Regions from separate parts of the Sus scrofa genome. Here region 1 is linked to region 2. The links are chromatin contacts, called in public Hi-C maps. All regions are on one chromosome and are shown on one strand. The core of a region is the stretch at or near the end of the contact, and the rest is flanking DNA. Distances in the headings are between cores, read along the strand shown.

Region 1 (3,258 bases), core at 121-2,620, 370 kb after region 2:
TCCTGCACCTGACACCCTGCAGTGCGCCATTGCCCTCAGCCCCCCACCCAAGTTTCTGGGAACTGATTAGTCCTGTTCTTCCTGTCCTTACGTCCCCACAACCTCGCTCAACTCTTATCCTGAGTTTTCCCAAGGTTTGTTGCACTTAACGTAGCACCTAAGCCTCTTCTTCCCAGCCTTGCGATCTCCAAATCTACTCCTCCCCACTTGATGCCCCATCTATATCCCATGTTTTTCACCTTTTCCAAGGATTGTAGAGAAGAAATCCTTGGGGAAGTGGATGGGAACCTGGAGATGGTGTCCCAGTCGCTTAATGTCCTCTTTCATGTACACAGCTTTGCGGGGAAGCATAGCTGGTGGCTGGTTTCCTGAAAATGGACAGTTAGGCTCACTGGTAAGAGACACCTAAGAGTCCCAGGCCCGGGGGACTCCTTCCCAGGCTTTGGGCAGAGGGCATATTACTGGCTGCTGCCACCAATATGAAACTCCAGTGGTAGCGCCTATGGGTCTCTGAAGTCAGTCTTCCCTCAAATCCTTGGAGAAAACGCCTTCCTACCGCTGTCTTTTAAGATCCCTGCAATTAAGCTTGGGCACAGCTGCAGGTTGACATTCCAGATGTTCTTGTACCGGCACAGGATCTGCAGGAGAGGAGGCGAAGATGGAGAGTGAAAGATGGGCAGTGAAAAAGGCTGAGGGAAGGGAAAGGTTCGTAGTAATGACCAGCCAGAGGCTACACGTGCAGGGAAGGGCTTAGGAGGAGGCCCTAAAGTGCTTGGTTTGAAATGGCAAAACTCTCTACGCCTAGAAATCCATCCCAGGATCTTTGTGGACAGTTTTTATCTGTTCTGCACGCTACCCCGCAAAACTGACATCTGAGGGCTAAGAAGTGGCGGTGCCATGGATTTCTCCTACATTCTCTGGAGCTGTTCCTCTTTCACTGTAGGAAACCCCTACTTTAGAATATAAGGGCTCTCCCTGGAGCCAGCGATCGTATCCTGTTTACCGACACAGTGACCTTCAGCCCTGGCTCTATCAACGTGTCTTAAACGCGCCGGGCAGAGCCAGGAGTTTCACAAGACTGCGGTTCCCGCGCCCCAAGCTCGCCCTTCCCTCTGCTCTCCAAGCCCCGGCTGAAGCGGCTCCCCAGGCGTCACCTCGAAGGCCAGCCAGGAGTAGGGGGACAGCACATCGTAGAAAAGCTCCACGGTCCGCGGGAGAGGCCCCATGCTGCAGCCGGACAACTGAGAAGCAAGCGCGGCCCAGCAAGCCGAGCGTTGATCGTTCCCTTTCTCCTGCGCGCAGCGTCCAGGCCGCGGCTCCAGGCGCAGAGTGAGGACGGGCCCCACCTTCGGCCCCGCCCCGATTCCCGGCCTCCCCGGGGTCAGGCCCCGCCCCGCCCATCCGCCCCGCCCCGCCCATCCTTCCCCGGAGCCCCGCCCCCGGCTCGGGGGACAGCCCCGCCCCGCCTCGCCCGCCCCGCCCTGGCCGCGCAGCCCGCAGCGGGCAGAGTCGGGCTGGCTGTGGGGTGCCCTGGAAAAGCGGAGAGCGCCCGGGAGGCGAGGGTGAGAGGATATCCCCTGCGGAGCGCGCCGGTGTGGTGACCCAAGCACCTCACGGTCACCGCCCTGCCCTGCAGTGGAGTCCGGGGCAAACGGACGTAGTTTAAGGGTGAGTGCTGGCCTCTCACTTAGCTGTGAGCCTCTGGCAAGCCCGTTGACCTCTCTGAACCGCAGTGGCCTCCTCTCTCGTAAACATAGGCATAAAAATAGGGTTTACATAATAATAACACTGCCTTATTCAGGCTTGTGGGGAGTGAAAGGATTACGATTCACCTCAGCTTTTAGTGTTACTTGGCAATTGCAAGACTTTCTGGGACTGGGCAGAGTAAGAAGTGACCCAATGATAATTTTTTTTGTATTTCTCAAGAGTTTAGCACAATGTCTGGAGTATATTTGATAACCAATATATTCTGAACGAAGGAGAGGATACCTTACTGCAGCGGTAATTGGAGGGATAATGAGGAATAGTCTGTTGTCTTCGTACTTGTAAATATGTCATATTGTCTTCTTTTTTTTTTTTTTGGCTTTTCTAGGGCCGCTCCCGGGGCATATGGAGATTCCCGCATATGGAGGTTCCCAGGCTAGGGGTCGAATCAGAGCTGTAGCCGCCGGCCTACATCAGAGCCACAGCAACAGGGGATCTGAGCCACGTCTGCAGCCTACACCACAGCTCACGGGAACACCGGATCCTTAACCCACTGAGCAAGGCCAGGGATCGAACCTGCAACCTCATGGTTCCTAGTCGGATTCCTTAACCACTGCGCCACGGCAGGAACTCCTGTCATATTGTCTTGTACTTGAATTACATTTATTGCAAAGAAACAAGTTTAAAAATTCCATTTAATTTTATTAAATTATTCTTAATATTACTAATTTTATGAATTGGAAAACTTACAAAGATTCCACTCATTTGTATGCATTGAAAAACAACCCTAGGGAGTTCCCGTCATGGCGCAGTGGTTAACTGAATCCAACTAGGAACCATGAGGTTGCGGGTTCGGTCCCTGCCCTTGCTCAGTGGGTTAACGATCCGGCGTTGCCATGAGCTGTGGTGTAGGTCGCAGACGCAGCTCAGATCCCGCGTTGCTGTGGCTCTGGCGTAGGCCGGTGGCTACAGCTCCGATTCAACCCCTGGCCTGGGAACCTCCATATGCCGCGGGAGCGGCCCAAGAAATAGCAACAACAACAACAACAAAAGACAAACAAAACAAAACAAAACAAAAAAAACCCTAAGACCATCAGAATACAAGGATACAGTGTAAACCTTTAAACTTTTACACAGAACATATAAAATGGAATGAGAAATGATGTTATCTTCACCCACTTTCACATTAAACTAATTGCATGATGATCAGTGAAACTAAATTATTGACATTAAAAAACTGTACTTTGTTTTTCTTCAACAGTGTTAGTTTAAAAGTATCTAAGAGCTAATTTAGCTTGGTCATAAGATTTTAAAAGTTGATCATCACTTTTATTTTAAAACCTTTATATCTGGAAATCATTTTAGACTTACAGAAGAGATACACAGGGAGTACAAAGAGTTTCTGCATTTCCCTCATCCAGCTTCTCCTAATGTGAACATTTTGTGCATATATAACTATCAAAACTGGGAAATTAACTGGATTACAGACTTCATTCCTATTTCACCATTTTTTCACTAATGACCTTTCTCTGTTCCAGGATCCAGTCCAGGATA
Region 2 (3,054 bases), core at 311-2,810:
TCCACATATAGGTGATATCATATGGCGTTTGTCTTTCACAGCCTGACTTAGTATGACAGTTTCTAAGGATAGACCCATCCGTGTTGCTACAAATGGCAGTTAGACTGATTAGATAATTGTGAGCTGTCTTTGGCTTAAAGAATAGAAATGTACTTTGTCATGGTTCTGGAGGCTGGAAGAACAATATCAAGGTGCCAGCACGGTTTGGCTTCCCAGAAGCCTCTCTCGGTGGCTTGGGCCGGTCACCTTCTCCCTGTGTCCTCACAGTTTCCATCCCTGGCCTCACTCAGTGGGTCTAGTTGGGCTCACACATTGCCCTAAGCTGTGGCGTAGGTCGCAAAGGCGGCTGGGATCCCACGTTTCTGTCTGTGGCTGTGGTGTAGGCTGGCAGCTATAACTGTGATTCCATCCCTAGCCTGGGAACGTCCATATGTTGGGGGTGAGGCCCCAAAAAGCAAAAAACAAACAAAGAAAACAAAACGAAGAGACAGTCATAAATATTTAAGAAAAACGGACACATCCGATCACTTTATCAACAGTGAGAAGATTTACAGGTAGAACCAGTGGTAGCACCACAGGGTGGGGGGAGGGTGCTATAGGGATCTGAAGCTCCCTTCTCGTAATCACTCTCAAGTTATAGCGTTCACTTTCCTACCCCTTCCTGCTTCCTGTCCCCCCCCCCAAAAAAAACCTCCACAAAAATAAAAATAGCGCATCTGCTGCGCAAAGCTGTTCAAAATCAGATTCCTAGTAAATCTAATACGCTAACCTTGATTTTGACCTTCTCACCCCTCTCAGGTAGAAATTCAAGCGGCAGCCACTCCAAAGCTTGGCTGCAATGGACGTGTCTGGTGCTGTAACACGCACGTTTCCTTCCCTGCCTGTCACTGCGCAGCACCTCAGTCTACAGCCCCAGACCGACCTCTTCACGCTGAGCTCCCTGGGCGCCCCGTCCCACCAATAAATCAACTCCTGCACAGGGTGCACGGCCGGGGGCTGACCACCAGGGGGCAGCCCCTGAACGCAGGAGGCGCCGGGCCAGCGCGACGCGGCGGTCGCAGTTCCGGCAGCGAAGGGGCCCCGCCTCCACGCTGGGCCAAAGCAGACCCTCGGCCACGGCGTAGGTCACTGCGGGGGGTTTGTCCTCCCCGAGTCTGGTGTGTAGGAGACGCGGCGCTTGCGCTCCTCACCAAATCAGACACGAATGCCGCCGAGCTCCCGTCGCACCGCCGGAACCCTCCGAGGGTCGAGCAGCGGGCTTTGGCTCCGCCCCAGCGGGCGGGCGGACCCCGCCCACAGGGGACGGACCCCGCCCACAGGGGACGGACCCCGCCCACAGGGGACGGACCCCGCCCACAGGGGACGGACCCCGCCCACAGGGGACGGACCCCGCCCACAGGGGACGGACCCCGCCCACAGGGGACGGACCCCGCCCACAGGGGACGGACCCCGCCCACAGGGGACGGACCCCGCCCACAGGGGACGGACCCCGCCCACAGGGGACGGACCCCGCCCACAGGGGACGGACCCCGCCCACAGGGGGCGGGCTGCGCACCCCGCCGGTTCCCGGCACGCCTCCGGCACTGCCCCAGGTGCGGCGGGACGGGTGGGGCCGTGGGGAGGTGGCCTTGACCGCGGCTCCGACTCCCCGCCCTGTCCGCCAGCTTGTGCCGGCCGCGCCCCAGGACCGCTCGCAGAGCCGCCGCACCGGCCTCAGCGCCCGAGCCCGCGCAGCGCACCAACCCGGCCGCCGCAGTGTGAGTTTGCCGAGCGCTTTCGCTAGCGCGTCCGCGGGATGGGGTGCGGTGGGGGCCGAGCGTGCGCCGCCAGGCGCCGGACGCAGGCCGGCGAACGCCTAGCTGTCGGGGTGTTCTTAGGTTTACGTTTTCGTTTCGTTTCCACAGTTGTCTCAATACACTTTCTCTCGCCTCTCGGAATTTGGGAGTCAAGACTTTGGGAACAGACGAGTGATTGCGTGGGTGGGTCTTTGCGCGCGCGCGCGTGCACGTAGTTCCGGAGAGTTGGGATCCGAGTTCTGAGAACTTTTTACACTTCTTCTGGAGTCTTTTGGTTGTTTTCCTGGAAAATTGGGGAGTCCTGATTCGTGACAGATGTCCCTGTCTGCTCAGAGGCGGTTAGCTTGACCTCATGCTTGCGACTTGTCTCTGCTTTTCTTACTGGAAACGGGGCAAGCCGAGATCCCTCAGCGCACGCTCCAGCCCTCAGCTGCAGACTGTGGAGTTTTGTGAATTCACTTGCCTGGCGGCGGTATTAGGAAATACGGGGCAGTGCTCAGGGAACCAGACCTCCTGGAGCTATCGAGTATGTGAAAGGTACAAAGTCTAGAAAACCGTGGGTAGCCTGGAGGCTTAACCAGGGTGAGACGCTCAGCTCTTACCTGGGGGGAGGCGATGAAAATGCAGGGTTCTGATTAGGAAGAGCTTTGAGTAGGATGGCTTGAGGCCAGCGGAACCCTGCTGTTATAGCACAGGGAACTCTACCCTATATTCTGCAATATATTCTTTGTGGGAAAAGAGTCTGAAAGAGAATGGATATGTGTATATGTGTAACTGAATAATTTTGTTATAGACCAGAAATTATCACGATCTTATAAATCAACTATACTTGTATAAAACGTTCAAAAATGAAGGGGAGAAAAAAGGGATGGCTTGAGTAAGATTGTAGATGAGACGGAAACCGGATTGGGTTCATCTGGGTGTGAAGGTGCCTTGGCTGAACTGACACTTGAGAAACAGATGAAAGATGAAGTGAGATGGCTGGTGGTGTGTGCAGACGGGAGGGAGGAAGGACAGGGTTGAGGCAGGTGCGGTGAAGGGTTTGGTGTCTGTCGATTTAGCTTGTTCCCCATAGCAAAGCCTCCTACAAGGACCAAGTGCAGGTAGCTTATTTGAGCCCATCACTGCAGAGTGATGAATCATATGGGGACGAGACCAGGAAGGAGGGGAAGCCCGCAGGGAAAGGCCTGCCGCTGAGCTGTTTACTGCTGTGGGCCTTGTGGACCTGGAGTCCTAGGTAGGCATTTACCTGGGAGCG

Evidence for each region. Hi-C and Micro-C count contacts between places; a contact is called where the count stands out from the background.
Region 1: a Hi-C map of liver shows a contact between it and region 2, with 13 times the contacts expected there. The contact joins the promoter of GSTK1 here to the promoter of LOC110257570 in region 2. A contact is called at or near these places in 1 of 5 promoter capture datasets (liver), 3 of 47 Hi-C or Micro-C datasets (heart right ventricle, liver and mesenteric adipose tissue) and 1 of 2 datasets of contacts at active chromatin or transcription factors (alveolar macrophages).

Annotation. Positions count from the first base shown.
Region 1 is chr18:6,997,698-7,000,955 of Sscrofa11.1, forward strand. GSTK1 (glutathione S-transferase kappa 1) reads right to left here and starts at 1,371. Exons shown (of 8, transcript NM_001315574.1): 1 at 1,155-1,371; 2 at 557-638; 3 at 240-368. The coding sequence starts at 1,226. LOC106508196 (a long non-coding RNA gene) reads left to right here and starts at 1,469. Exons shown (of 4, transcript XR_001304823.2): 1 at 1,469-1,668.
Region 2 is chr18:6,631,422-6,634,475 of Sscrofa11.1, forward strand. LOC110257570 (TRPM8 channel-associated factor 2-like) reads left to right here and starts at 1,561. Exons shown (of 8, transcript XM_021078927.1): 1 at 1,561-1,757.